Regions from separate parts of the Sus scrofa genome. Here regions 1, 3 and 4 are each linked to region 2. The links are chromatin contacts, called in public Hi-C maps. All regions are on one chromosome and are shown on one strand. The core of a region is the stretch at or near the end of the contact, and the rest is flanking DNA. Distances in the headings are between cores, read along the strand shown.

Evidence for each region. Hi-C and Micro-C count contacts between places; a contact is called where the count stands out from the background.
Region 1: a Hi-C map of embryonic fibroblasts shows a contact between it and region 2, with 2.3 times the contacts expected there. The contact joins two enhancer-like sites. A contact is called at or near these places in 2 of 47 Hi-C or Micro-C datasets (embryonic fibroblasts and mesenchymal stem cells).
Region 3: a Hi-C map of embryonic fibroblasts shows a contact between it and region 2, with 5 times the contacts expected there. The contact joins two enhancer-like sites. A contact is called at or near these places in 4 of 47 Hi-C or Micro-C datasets (adipocytes, embryonic fibroblasts and fibroblasts).
Region 4: a contact with region 2 is called in a Hi-C map of embryonic fibroblasts, with 2.7 times the contacts expected there. The contact joins the promoter of ACKR3 here to the enhancer-like site in region 2. A contact is called at or near these places in 4 of 5 promoter capture datasets (fetal liver, fetal skeletal muscle, liver and 1 more), 10 of 47 Hi-C or Micro-C datasets (adipocytes, alveolar macrophages, embryonic fibroblasts and 7 more) and 1 of 2 datasets of contacts at active chromatin or transcription factors (skeletal muscle).

What each region holds. Positions count from the first base shown.
Region 1 is chr15:136,479,202-136,482,213 of Sscrofa11.1, forward strand. No RefSeq gene overlaps it. Among named protein-coding and RNA genes, the nearest start is that of ACKR3, 110 kb to the left of the region's middle. Within about 2 kb of position 1,595, at least 9 of the 83 cell types and tissues checked have an H3K27ac peak or open chromatin away from gene starts, as enhancers often do. A contact at or near this core is called in embryonic fibroblasts, where this site is marked.
Region 2 is chr15:136,803,372-136,806,618 of Sscrofa11.1, forward strand. No RefSeq gene overlaps it. Among named protein-coding and RNA genes, the nearest start is that of COPS8, 23 kb to the right of the region's middle. Within about 2 kb of position 1,615, at least 11 of the 83 cell types and tissues checked have an H3K27ac peak or open chromatin away from gene starts, as enhancers often do. A contact at or near this core is called in embryonic fibroblasts, epiblast stem cells and retroperitoneal adipose tissue, where this site is marked.
Region 3 is chr15:136,391,108-136,394,592 of Sscrofa11.1, forward strand. No RefSeq gene overlaps it. Among named protein-coding and RNA genes, the nearest start is that of ACKR3, 22 kb to the left of the region's middle. Within about 2 kb of position 1,859, at least 27 of the 83 cell types and tissues checked have an H3K27ac peak or open chromatin away from gene starts, as enhancers often do. A contact at or near this core is called in embryonic fibroblasts, where this site is marked.
Region 4 is chr15:136,369,140-136,372,203 of Sscrofa11.1, forward strand. It overlaps ACKR3 (atypical chemokine receptor 3), which reads left to right and starts at 1,318. Exons shown (of 2, transcript XM_003133759.4): 1 at 1,318-1,473.

The DNA of each region.
Region 1 (3,012 bases), core at 345-2,844, 320 kb before region 2:
TCTAGTTTCCATGAACTTGGAAAAAAAAATGAATACAGAGACACCTTGATCTGCCAATTTTGGGGAAGCCAGCGCCTATAAAAGTAAGTTGGCCTTACTTCAAAAAGAAAACAAAGCAGCTTCATAAATCCTGGCGCTCCAGGCTGGTGCTTGTCATTGAAGGAACCGCTCTGCTCCCTATAAGCCACGCAGCGTTCCAGAAGGCCCTGCTCAGCTCGGATTCCAGCTCCCATCGCCCTGGGAGGGGAGTGGGGTTTATCACCCATCTTGATCTTGCATAGGAGCAAATTAAGGCAGAGCGCCCCGCAGAAGGTCACGCTGGCCGTGAGTGGCAGCCGAGGGAGGGACCTGTCAGAGTGTTTATCTCCAAAAAAGCCTCTTTGCAACTCTCAGAGACAAAGCGGTAAGCCAGCGTACCACGCGCCCCGTACCTGGTCTCCAGTTCCTGCATCTTTCTCCTAATTTGAATCCTGCCCCTTTCGCGCACCCAAGAGCCTGCCTCTCTGGGGCCTTTCTCCACGTGAGAATGGAACGATGGTTCTGCCCTGCTCTCCCTTCCTGCTGTGGGCCATGATCTGACGACTCATTCCCCCCACCCTCGCAGGGAGGTGAGGGGCAAGGATCCGGGGGTTCGGGGATAGCAGGTGTTTGGACTCCAGGTCTTTCCCTGAAGAGGTTGAGCTCCTTTTGCTTCCTCCTCCATAACGTGGAATCACAGTGTCTGCCTCTGAGGATTTCTGTAAGGATTCAATGAGAAACGTCTGTAGGTTTGGCATGGTGACTGGCACATGGAAGAAATTCAATTTTTAATAGACATTAATAACAATAATAGTAGATTAATAATATTTGTGTACTTCAGTCAATATTGTGCCTCAACCAGAATCTGTGCTTTGAGCCTTCCTCCTCTACTGGAATTAAAAGACCTTCTGCATGTGACCTGCGGGCAGCAGCAAGGGGCCTGCCTCTTTGTCACTCCATGAATAAGGCCAGTTCCATGGTGATAGGCTAGGGCTGCCTGCCCAGTCACCGACCTGGCATGGCGCTGATGCAATAGACGCTGGACGGTAGGCTGTTCTGGTACATTCCAGCTGAACAAGTAGCCTGGGTCCAGCCCAGGTGTCAATCTGGTGGACAGCCCCCTGTGTGCCCCTGGGGGCAGCCCACCTCTCTGTGCCTCTTGTAAGATGGAAGTACCAGAAGCCTGCTTGCCTTGGGGGTGGGAAACCTAGTTCCAGAAGCTTCTAGGGGTAGAAGTTCCTAAATTCCTGAATGTATAAATCACTTATAATACCAGCCTCAGATGCTCAAGACGGAAGTTCCCTCCATTGACAGTCTCTGCCGAGGGAATGCCCCTGGAGAGCCTGGCCTGCCTCCTCTGCCCTCTGCACAGGAGGAGCCGACCTCCCCTGGGGCTCCACTCAGACGACCAGCCAGCCTCCTACTTACCACAGCTCCTCCCGCCTTGCTCATGCTCTGAACTCACCCCAGACCAACCCTCCAGGCCTGGAATTCCCTGCGTGTGGATGTCTCGGCATCTGCCTCCTCCTTCCTGCTCCGAACAAGTCCAGGGACAGTGAGCATTTGCTGTGACTTCCTACCCAGGGGCCCCAGGCCACCATCCCCTGAGTGGCTCCAGCCAGAGGCCTCTCAGAACCTGCGATTCCCTCTGCCCCTCCCAGCTGGGCCCACCCCTGGATGGCACTTGCATCCTTCCCCCTGCCCCCTCCTGCCCCACCCCGACTCACCACGTCCTGCTCCACAAAAATCCTGTTATCCCCTTCCTTGAAGCCCTCTAAACCTCAACAATGCATTTAGGAAAAAAGTCCCAACTTCTCACCGTGGCTAATCTCTGCCCCATCTGGTCTATCCCCCTTTTTGAGCACCCCGTGGGTCCCTCTCCCATCCCTTCTGTGTTTCTTTTAATCATTCATCACATCAAACTCTTTCCTGCCCCAGGACCTTTGCACTTGTGGCTGGTGCTGTACCTGTATGCTTTCTCCCCCTCTATCAGCAGGGCACACCCCTTATCCCCCCTCCTCAGCATGAATGTCACCCTCTGGCAGTGGCTGGTCAGCCAGCTTCGGCCAGGTGCTCTGCCCCTCGTTTTCCACTTCGGCGCTCGTCTTTCCAGCAGATTTGGTCGTGGCCTCTCCAGTGACAGTGCAGGGGCCACGAGAGCAGGGCTGACCCTTCCTACTCACGGCGCGTCCCTGGCCTGCCCAGCGCCTGGCACTCACCTCTGTGGCCACACTCTGTGCTTTGCGGCCCCTTGCTCTAGACAGACCAGGTCTTACCACCTGACCCCCAAAGCCAGCATCATCTCCTCTCTCAGCTAAGTTCCCCCTTTTTTTATTTTATTTTATTTTATTTTATTTTATTTTCCCACTGTACAGCAAGGGGGTCAGGTTATCCTTAGATGTATACATTGCAGTTACAGTTTTTTCCCCCACCCTTTCTTCTGTTGCAACATGAGTATCTAGACATAGTTCTCAATGCTATTCAGCAGGATCTCCTTGTAAATCTATTCTAGGTTGTGTCTGATAAGCCCAAGCTCCCGATCCCTCCCACTCCCTCCCCCTTAAGTTCCCCTTTTATAATTATTTCCAAAACTGTGGGCAAAGCGGTGGTCAGGCTGAGGCTGAAACACACGGGTCCTGTGGAAGCAGGCCTCACTTTCACTCCTCATTTCTGAGTATATGTGTGTGTGTGTCTGTGTGTTCATGTGTCACTGTGAGTATGTGTGCCTGTGTCTATATGAGTGTGTGTTTGTATGTGCCTTTGTCTATGTGTGTGTGTCTGTGTATCTGTGTGAGCCTCTGAGTGTGTGTGTGTGTGTCTGTGTGAGCCTGAGTACATGTGTGTCTGTGTGTGCAAGCACGTGCACACACTCTCAGCTTAGCTTAGTACAGGGCATCCTGTTTGGCTGATCCACAGAGAACCAGAGCCTCCTGCCTGGCCCTCAGGTCAGCTGGGGCCATAACGCTGGGCCTGCAGGTGGGGGACACCAGAACC
Region 2 (3,247 bases), core at 365-2,864:
CTTATATCCGTTCTTTTTCAGATTCTTTTCCCATATAGGTTATTACAAAATATTGATTAGAGCACCCTGTGCTATACTGCAGGTCCTTACTGGTTATCTATTTTATATACAGTAATGTATATTTTTTCCTTTTTTACCTTTTCACAGCCACAACTACAGCATATGGAAATTTCCCAGCCAGGGCTGAAATCTGAGCTGCAGCTGGAGCCTACACTACAGCCACAGCACCACTGGATCCAAGTTGCATCTGTGACCTATGCCCCACAGCTGATGGCAACGGCCAATCCTTAACCCACTGAGCGAGGCCAGGAATCGAACCTGCATCCTTACAGAGACAATGTCAGGTCCTCAACCTGCTGTGCCTGTTTTGTTTTTTTGTTTTTTTTTCCCTATGGCTACTAGAAAACATAAAATTCCATGTGTGGCTGACATTGTATTTCTACTGAATGCAATCCTCTAAGTGTCTGTATAGCCATAGAGCCTACATCACTATTCACGTAAATGTATACACCTGAGCCTTTGTTCCCCGGAATTAACTAGAACAGTCAGGTGCACAGAGGAGAAAGGAAGACACACTCCCTCTCCCTGGGAACATTAAGAGGAAGAATCGCATTTTCTTCCCAAGCACTGTTTTGTTTCTTTCACTGTTAAAATCTTCCGTACCAGGGAGTAAAGTAGAGATGTTGCGAGGATAATGCAAATTATCGTTAGCAAAGATGCCCTTGTTCACGTGACGATGCCAAGGAGCTAGAGCATGGGTTGACGTCCAGATGCTTTCCCTTGAAGATGCCCAGGGACCAGTCACCCCTCCTGAAAGGGCAGGATGCAGCCTGGAGGTGACAGGCGATTGGAAAACTCAGAAGGGAACGTGGGGATAAGAAGAGTAGAGGAGCACAGGCCAGAGCGACACCCAGACGATGGCCGGGCCTATGGACAGGCTGCATATGGAGGGAGTGGTGGGGGCATCATAGCTCAGTGCTGTGACTCACTGTCCCGACCCCGTGAGCTTGCCAGACTGTGTGTCTGTAAATTATTGTCGTTCTAGTAGTGAGTATATATAATCAGCTGAGAAATGTTCTTAAAAATCTATCTCTAGCCCCTAAAATAGGAATTTAATTGATGTCTCACCCCAGTCTTAGCCAGAAGACAGGCGCCCAACAATATTAAGTAATGTTGAAGAATAAACCCAGGGAGGAGTTCCCACTGGGGTGCAATGGGATCTGCGGTGTCTCTGGAGCACTGGGACTCAGGTTCAATCCCCAGACCGGGGCAGTGGATTAAGGACCCTGCGTTGTGCAGCTGGAGCATAAGTCACAACTGCGGCTTGGATCTGATCCCTGGCCTGGGAGCTCCAAATGCTGCACAAAAAAGAAAAGAAGAAATACAAAGAAAAATAAATCCAGATAGCTGGAGTCTCACAGTTATTTATGGAGGTGATCTTCTAACTACCTGATTTTCCTTTTTCAGAAGTAATGACAGCAGCTGGAATATGTAAGGTTCATGGACTACAGAGAGATCAAAAGACTGGTCAAAGGAAGGCCAGTCTCCGACTAAGCCATGCTAGGTCATCTTAGGAAGCAGCAAAATCATACCGAGAAACGGATTTTTACTCTATGAGTCAGGGTGCAGGAGGCTGGCTGCAGTGGCCTGGGATGACATGAGGGTGGTCAGCCAAGGCTTGCCTTGCCAAGTTTCCCCTACGGCCAGAAAAGAAAGGGCCCAGAACCTTAAGAGATGAAATAATTTATTTTCTAAGAACCTAGATAACTGGCAAGGAGATCATATTAGAACCCCAAAGAGTCGTTAACAGATTAGGGTCTTTGTTTATAGAACCTCGCCGTGTCACGTGACCGGAGAGGAATTTAGTCGGTGGGGCTGCATTCCTGAGGCGGCTTAGGCCTGGGTCTCATGGCTCCGCAGACACCTCTTAATTAACCGCACCGGCAGGGAGGTCAGAGGCATCTGTGTTGAGCTGGACTGGAACCAGGGAGAACCTGCGTGCCTTCTGGGCTGGGTGGGCTGTAGAGGGAGGGTCTGCTGGGGACTGGGCAGGCAGGAGGAGCAGACACCACCGGCGTGGCTGAAGGCGCACCCCGGCAGGCTCCAGGGGAGGTCACAGGAAGCCTGGTCCAGCCCCTGCCAGGAGGGCCCTGGTGACGGCTGTCAGCGCAGGCACGCAGGCATGCTTCTTGGTCTGCACCAATTTTAGTTCCATTCCTGGAAGATGTCAAATCGGTGGGCACTCGCAGCTCTGCCAGAGTCGCTGGCCTGGGGGGGCGGGCTAGGTGACGGCGGGGCCTATAGGCGGGGCGGGGCCCAGTCCCCAGGTGAGGGCGCACTGCCAGGTGAGGTTCCCTTATCAACTTGATCCCAGGGGATGCTGCAGCCATAAGGAGGCGGCCCAAAGCCACCCCGTGGCCCCAGGAGAGCGACCCTACTGCATCACAGGTGAAAACCAGCTATTTTGACAGATAGGAAACCCTTACCTCTTAGTTGGTGTTCTTGAAACTATTTTTAAAGTACCAAATGCAGCATGTTTATTTTTTAAAAAGAAATAAAAACTAAAAATCATCTATAATCCCATCAAGCAGGGATAACTAGTAATATTTTTATAAAGCATGTTTTTATAGTGTGAATTCACTGGGTTTTGTCTATTTTTTATTATAGTTGATTTACAATATTGTGCCAATTTCTCCTGTACAGCAAAGTGCGTGTGTGTGTGTGTGTGTATACACATACTTGCGATGGTGAGAGGAAGAAATGGGAATTTCTGTAAAGGGAATTCTTGCAGTGACATCTGCTAAAATCAGGATATATGTATTTTGATGGGACTATATACCTATAATTTTTTGTTGTTGTTTAGTTTTTTTAGGGCCATGCCATCATCCCCCATCACACTGCTTTTTTAATAGGAAGCTTTTAGCATGACTTAAGCACAGATCCGCTCTGCCATGAGACTCTGGCCTCCCCTTCATAGGTCCTCAGCATCCTGGTTTGAGGGAATTCACTGTTTTAATCCTGGTTTTTGTTTCAAAACATTATTCAATGCCATTGGGCATTTTTCAGTATTGTCTATTTAACAAATGCATGATGCTCATTTTCTGATACATGTAAATTCATCTCTCCATGGTTGGGGGTTGAAGCAGACCTCACATTAAATTATAGGTATAGGAGTTCCCATCGTGGCTCAGCGATTAACGAACCAGACTAGTGTCCATGAGGATGTGGGTTCAATCCCTGGTCTTGC
Region 3 (3,485 bases), core at 609-3,108, 410 kb before region 2:
GAGCCATGTGTGTGATGTCACTGAAGACAGCTGGCAGCGCGTCCACCAAGCAGGTACAAGGGACGAGGGTCCCCTCAAGGGCAGAGAGCAGCACGTGAGAGAATTAGGAAGTGCTACATTCTGTTCTGAGGACTGACCACCTTTTGTTTTTAATAAAATGCTTTCAAATGCAAAGTGTGCGTAAGTTTTGAGGACGGCCATGCTTAATAACTGACTGGCAAAAGTCCCAGAAATGTAGCAGTTGGTTCTTTTTTTGCTTTTTAAGGCTGCACTCGTGGCATATGGAGGTTCGCAGGCTAGGGGTCGAATTGGAGCTGTAGCCGCCGGCCTATATCCCAGCCACAGCAACGCAGGGTCTGAGCCGCATCTGTGACCGACACCACAGCTCCCTGGCCACGCTGGATCCCTGACCCACTGAGCGAGGCCAGGGATGGAACCTGCATCCTCAAGGACACTAGCTGGATTCGTTTCTGCTGCACCACAGTGGGATTCCTGCACTTGGTTCTTGCAAACGGGTCTGGGCTGGCAGTAGCCCAGCACCCCACTGGGCCACGCCCACCCTGTCCTTGGTACCTGGGGGCTCAAATTTCTTAGGCTTTTTGGAATTTATGGAAAAAATAGGCTTGTTTGTTACTGATCTCTCCCTCTGCAGGCCCTCTGATTTCTTTACAGTTTGGGAAACGGAAAGTAAATGATGAGTGAGTAATAAGAGTGAATGCGTTTTGATACACATGTGTATACCATAGGCACGTGGGTATTTCTATTTCTTTTTACTTGTCCTCGTAGTAAGGTTTGGGGAACACGTGCCAGATATTCCTTGTTATAATGTATGATTCTGAAATGCAAAACCTTCCCTGCTCACATTTCTTCTGATTGGACCCTGACTGAGACGGGGTGCTCTGGGCTGAGTCACCGCAGTCCACCTGCAGTGTCACACGGGAAGTTCAAGTTCAAGCTGTCTTTGGGGTTTGTCTTCCCTCACCATCTGTAGCCACCCCCATCAGGGCCGTCACCTCAATTCAAACATTTTCTGGGTTCCGTCTGTCGCCTGGTCCCTTACTTGATCTCTGTCCATCCAGCTCACACTTCACACAAATGTCAGAGTCCTTCTTCCAAATGTCCTGCACCTCCAGGGACCCCTGCTCCCCAGCTTCTGGACCTCCTGGGCCAGGGAATGGGCCCAGAGGGAGGGTGGGCGGAGGGGAGGACAGGCTGTCCCTTCCTCCCTCACTCTGCTCTGGTCAGTGTCTCCAACCTCGGCTACATCATCTCTGCGATCCTGATTCCCCTGGAGGTGCCCGGTCACAGCCCCTCCTCCCAGGGAGCCTTGGCCTTGGCTCGAGGAACCCACCTCCACCCCGTCCCCCTCCTCAGACCACCATGCCAATCTCCGGGCGGCCTCCAGTTCCTCTAATGGCTCTTCAGCACCTTTGGTGACATTTACCAAGACCCATGTACCACCTTTTCTCTACTCAACCCAAGGCCAGGGGCTCCTTGTTCCTGGCCGGACTGTGAACCAAGGAGTCCTTTCCTTGAACTTGACAAAGTCTCCCACCAAGGACATTCGATTCCCACCCATCACTCCCACGCCCTTGCACTTGATAGTTTTCTTTTCTGCATTTTAGTAAATGCCAATACTTGTCACTTGCATGGGTGGAACTCTGCCGTATGTCTGATGCTGCCCAGGGAGACTCCTGAGACCAAAATAGCTCCTCTCTAGCGCTCCGGGGTTAACCTCCTGCCCGATGGTGACCGGAGGACATGGTATTCACAGAAGGTACCAGTTCTGTAGGGCGGCCACTGGCAAGCAGGCTGGAGAAGGAAACACAGCCCAGAGGCTAAGGAGGGTGGGTGACTCACGGGTGTGGAATTCCATCGGTCAGGCCACAGTGGTCAGTGAGTAATTAGGTGTGGTCACTGGTAGCCTGCCTGGAGGGTGACTTAATCAATCTGTCATTTCTGGGCTGCTCAGGCTCAGTTATGGTGGGGACACTGCCCATTTATCTTCCCGGTTTGAGTCCCTGTTGGGTGAAACAAATCATGAGGAGGTCAGCCTCGTCATCGCCCTTTTTGGGACCAAACCCCAAGGCCCCAGGCTCTTGGCTGGCAGATTACAGACTCTGCCTCTCAGAGGCCAGGCTCTGGGGTTCAGGCCAGCACTTGTTTTGCCGAGAAGAAAGAGACACAACCAGGGCAAGTGTCTTGGTTGAGGTTTGAAGGCTTGTCCTTGGGGAAGCGGATTGCAGCCCAGTTAAGGGGCAGGCAGCGTTGGCTGGCTCTGCCGACACAGGATCTAGCATGAGCGTGGGGGTGTGAAGGGAAGGCTAGCACTCAGTGTCCCAGCAGCCTCTCTCCAGGGGTGCCCAGCCCAGCCAGAGCCCCTATGCTCCCTGAGAAAAGGGGGTTCTGTAGTCACACAGGCTTGGGAAGAGCCACCTTGCAAGGTGGGAAGGGCACCTGCATCCTGGCATATCCAAAGCTTGGGCCCTGGAGCTGGTTTCACCTGCAGGTCTCACATGCAACGCAGCAGGGTTTCTAGCCCTGCAACAAGGAGACTCCCTGGGAAGATCTGAAACAAAAACAACTCCTGGGGTCCACCCATGGGTGCTTTGGTTTAGGAATTCCAGGGTGGACCCCACCCTCCACACTTCTTAACACCTCCCAGGTCCTTCTGATGACCAGCAGGTTATACGACCAGAGAAGCATTTTAGTGGCTTCAGAGCCCATCCAATTTTTCTTTGTCTCATTTTAAGTCTCAGCATCCCCGAGGCAGAGAGGAGAGGTCAGGGGTGGTGTGAGGCTGTCTAAGACCCAATCTGAGAGTGAACATCTTGCAAAACACTGTCTCAGGAGAGACTCAGATGGAGCACATCATGTCTTTCAAGGGCCAGAGAGAAAGCCCTTGGCTGCTGGGAAAGTAACTTGACCTGAGTGGCTTGCACTGGGATTGTGAGATTGCACCAAAATTAGGAGACGGTGCTGAGACTGAACCGCTAAGTCAGTCACTCTCCCTTTGGGAAGCAGGGGGAGAAGACCGTCTCCTCCAGAAATGTTTACGCATCCCCGGCTCGCACAATAGCCAGGCAAGGGCTTCCAGGGCATCTCTACCCACCCTGGGAAATGCGTTCCCATCAGCTAGAAAGATCAAGTTGGAGGAGACATCCGAGAAGTGCATGGACCCCTTTAGAACCACTTCAGAAGGAGCCTGAGGTCACGGATTAGGGCCAATCCATGTGTACCTCTAGTAATGGCGGGGGTGGGGTGGGCAGAGGAAATTAGACCTCTACCCACGTCCCCTAAGGTGAAAGTGATCAGCCAGAGGAAGTGTGTGGGGCCAGTGGGCTTGGCCACCTCAAATCTCACGCTGAAACCATCCTGCATGAGACAAAGGATCTGCAAAAACAGGGCTGTCCTACTCTCATGGAACTGAGTCTCACCTAGTGGATGATTACAGTAGAACAGGAGCAATAGCACCTGGCTGGGTG
Region 4 (3,064 bases), core at 68-2,567, 430 kb before region 2:
GACAGGATGCGCAGACGCCCACGGAGGGCGTCCGGGCGCAGGGGTGCGCTTAGCTCCCATCCTGCGGTGATTCCATTGAGCTCCCTGAAGTTTCATCTAAGCAAAACCTTTCTTTTGTGAAGCGCTTTCGCCACACCAGGCCTTCTGGCTGCTGGGGAGTTTGACCTTCCAATCCTCCAGACTCAGCATTTGGCCGTCTGCTGGTATTTTTCGTGGAAGTGTAATAAGAACCGCAACACGTTTCAGCCGCGGAGAGCGTGGGAGCAGCCCGCCTGCCGGGGCTGCCAGCCCACTAGTGACTTGAGCCATGGAACTAACTCCGCGAGAAGCAGAAAGCAGAACAAAAGCCACACCACCGCACATGACTCTGGGGGAAGAGCTCAGCAAGGACGTTGTAAAAGTGAAAGTTTAGGTCGCCCTTTTAGGGTGGATTATTTATCTAGGGCCCAGGCGGTGAATGTCATATGAAACAGTTTTTTTTTTTTTTTAGGTCAGGTTCTTCCATGGACAGAACTTTAGAGAAGAACATAGATTTCAATAATAATTAGAACTTCTAGATAAGAAGGTAGGTTTCAGTAAAAATAATAATAAAGGTGTTAATCTCACCTCCGAAAAAGACATTATCAGAAGACCCCTGTGATACTTCCATTGTGTGCCTGGCGCGGGGTCGGGGCTTCCGAACATCAGTTTCATTAGATTTGCAAGGCCGTTGGACCTAAAGTCCTTCACAAATGAAAGATTTAAATAAAATCAATCCCAAAGACTCTTTCCCCCACTTTGGGGGTACAGGATGTGGTATTCATTCATTTCTCAGAACAAAAACTGTTAATTCTGTTTTGGAGAAATTAACAAAACCCAGGTTTAATAAAGCAACACCAAAGTTCAGAAGTTCAGAGCAATTTGTCTTGGGAACAAAGTCTTCCCCTGAAGCTGAGAGGCATTCAAAGGAATTCTTGGTGCTAATGGGATTATTCAAGAGATACCTGCTCCCAGATAAATATTTGATGATTTTGCAAAGCACTAGGGTTTCTTTGCCATTCTTTTTTTTTTTTTTTTTTTTTTCTGCTGCTGACACATTTCCCCCCTGGGGTCTGGACCTTGTAGCTTCATTAGACTTTGCAAATGAACGTGGCTGGGGTTTCCCAAGAGTGTGCTTGCGTGGGAGAGCTCTGCCAGAAAGGACAGATGGGGGTTTGCAGGAGGCGTGTGTGCGCACGCGTGTGCAAGTGTGTGCGTGCATGCGAGCATGTGTGTGTGCGTGCGCGCCTGTGTGTGTGCACCGAGAGGGGGGTGGCTGAGGGAGGGAGGGAGGAGATGTGGGTTACAAAGCTGCCATCTAGAGGCCGCCTCCCTGCAGTGTATATAACGCAAGTCTGCAGCCCAACAGCTCGCACTTCCTCCAAACTGCTCAGCTCTAAGGCAGTGATCGCAGGGAGCTGGGAAGGGGAGCCCTACGCCGAGCCCAGCCGGGAGGTAAGGAGACTGAGCTGGGTCGGCAGCCCTGCTTAGAAAGGGAGGGAGGACGACGGGCAGGGCTTCTGCTCTTAAGCTAAGCGCTCTTTTTCAGGGGTCTCGTTTATTCGTAGTGGTGATGGGTGCTTGGGAGTCTGCAGGTCTGGTTTCTGAAAGCAGGGGCTGCAAGCTGCATGGCTGCATTGCAAAGTGCGGCTGCTAATGTGCGGCTTCGCCTTGGCTGCAGAGAGGAAAAAGGGCAGTTTTCTGAAGTGGAAGCCCCCCCCCCGCCCCCCACCCGGTGTATTTGTTGAATTCAGGAATTGGGGATTTGTTTGCTGCCGTGGGTATTTAAGCTCCTGCCGGCAGATCACTTCACAAGAACGCAGACGGTCCATTCAGCTTGCTCAAAGTTGGCAAGGGGGTCAGCTTGGCACCGCTGCTTACCTGTTTCACTCCTGGTGTATCAATGGGGAAGCAGAATTGGCAGTGAGTGTGTGATTCCAGAAAGACGGACCCTTTATGAAGAGGCATCTTCTTCAACGAAGAAGAAAACGGTGCCGAGAATCTTTGCGGGCTCAGGATGTGTTTGAATTCAGTGCTTTGGAGGGATTACCAGAGCCTGTAAATCCGGAAGCTATAAGGGTGAATGTTAAATACAGCTTGGCCCGTTTGTCTCCTGACTGCATCCTTCCTCGTCTAATTTGTGTATTTATTATTCTCTCAGAAGGTGTTAAGTCCAGCTTCATGTGGGGAAAAAAAGGCACATGCACAAGTCTAGGATGTTGCAATGGAATGATACACTTGAAATAAAACAGGACTTTTGTTCAGTTTTTGTGCATGGAGATTCAGGCAGTAACTGCGGGGAAAGCCTTTGGAGTGAGGTCAGGCAGGGGTGGTTATAGCCAAGACCTGCAAGTTACAGGCAGAATGAGAAGTGGTAAAAGTCAGACTGCCCGGCTCCCTTGCCCTCTCTTTCTTTCTTTCTCTTTCTTCCTTTCTTTCTTTCTCTTTCTTCCTTTCTGTCTCTCTTTTTCTTTCTTCTTTCTTTCCTTCTCTCTTTTCTTTCTTTCTTTCTTTCCTTCTCTCTTTTCTTTCTTTCTTTCTTTCTTTCTTTCTTTCTTTCTTTCCTTCCTTCCTTCCTTCCTTCCTTCCTTCTTTCTTTCTTCCTTTCTTTCTCTCTTTCCTTCTTTCTCTCTTTCTCTTTCCTTCCTTCCTTCCTTTTTTCCTTCCTTCCTTTCTTTCTTTTCTTGTCTCTCTTTCTTGCTTTCCTTTCACTTCACTTGCTCACCCCAGGATAATTACATTTCCCAGAAGAAGGAGAAGCCCCCTGAAATGGTTTATAGCCCTTTGAAGGTATTCGATGCCTTGACACCCCCTGAAACTTGGCCCTGCAAAGTCTCAATGTGGCAACTTTTTCCTTTCCTTTTAAAGGCGCAGAGGCTGCCTTTGTGTCCCTTTATTTATTCCAGGGAAAAGAGGAGATCGAATAGGCTTGCCTCAAACGGCAAGTGGAGGCTGCCGGTGTCTGTGCTTAACTTTCCATAGATTTTAAACGGATAAACTGCTGGCCCTTCTTTCAGCAGCCCTTGAGTTTCTCCAGATGCAAAGC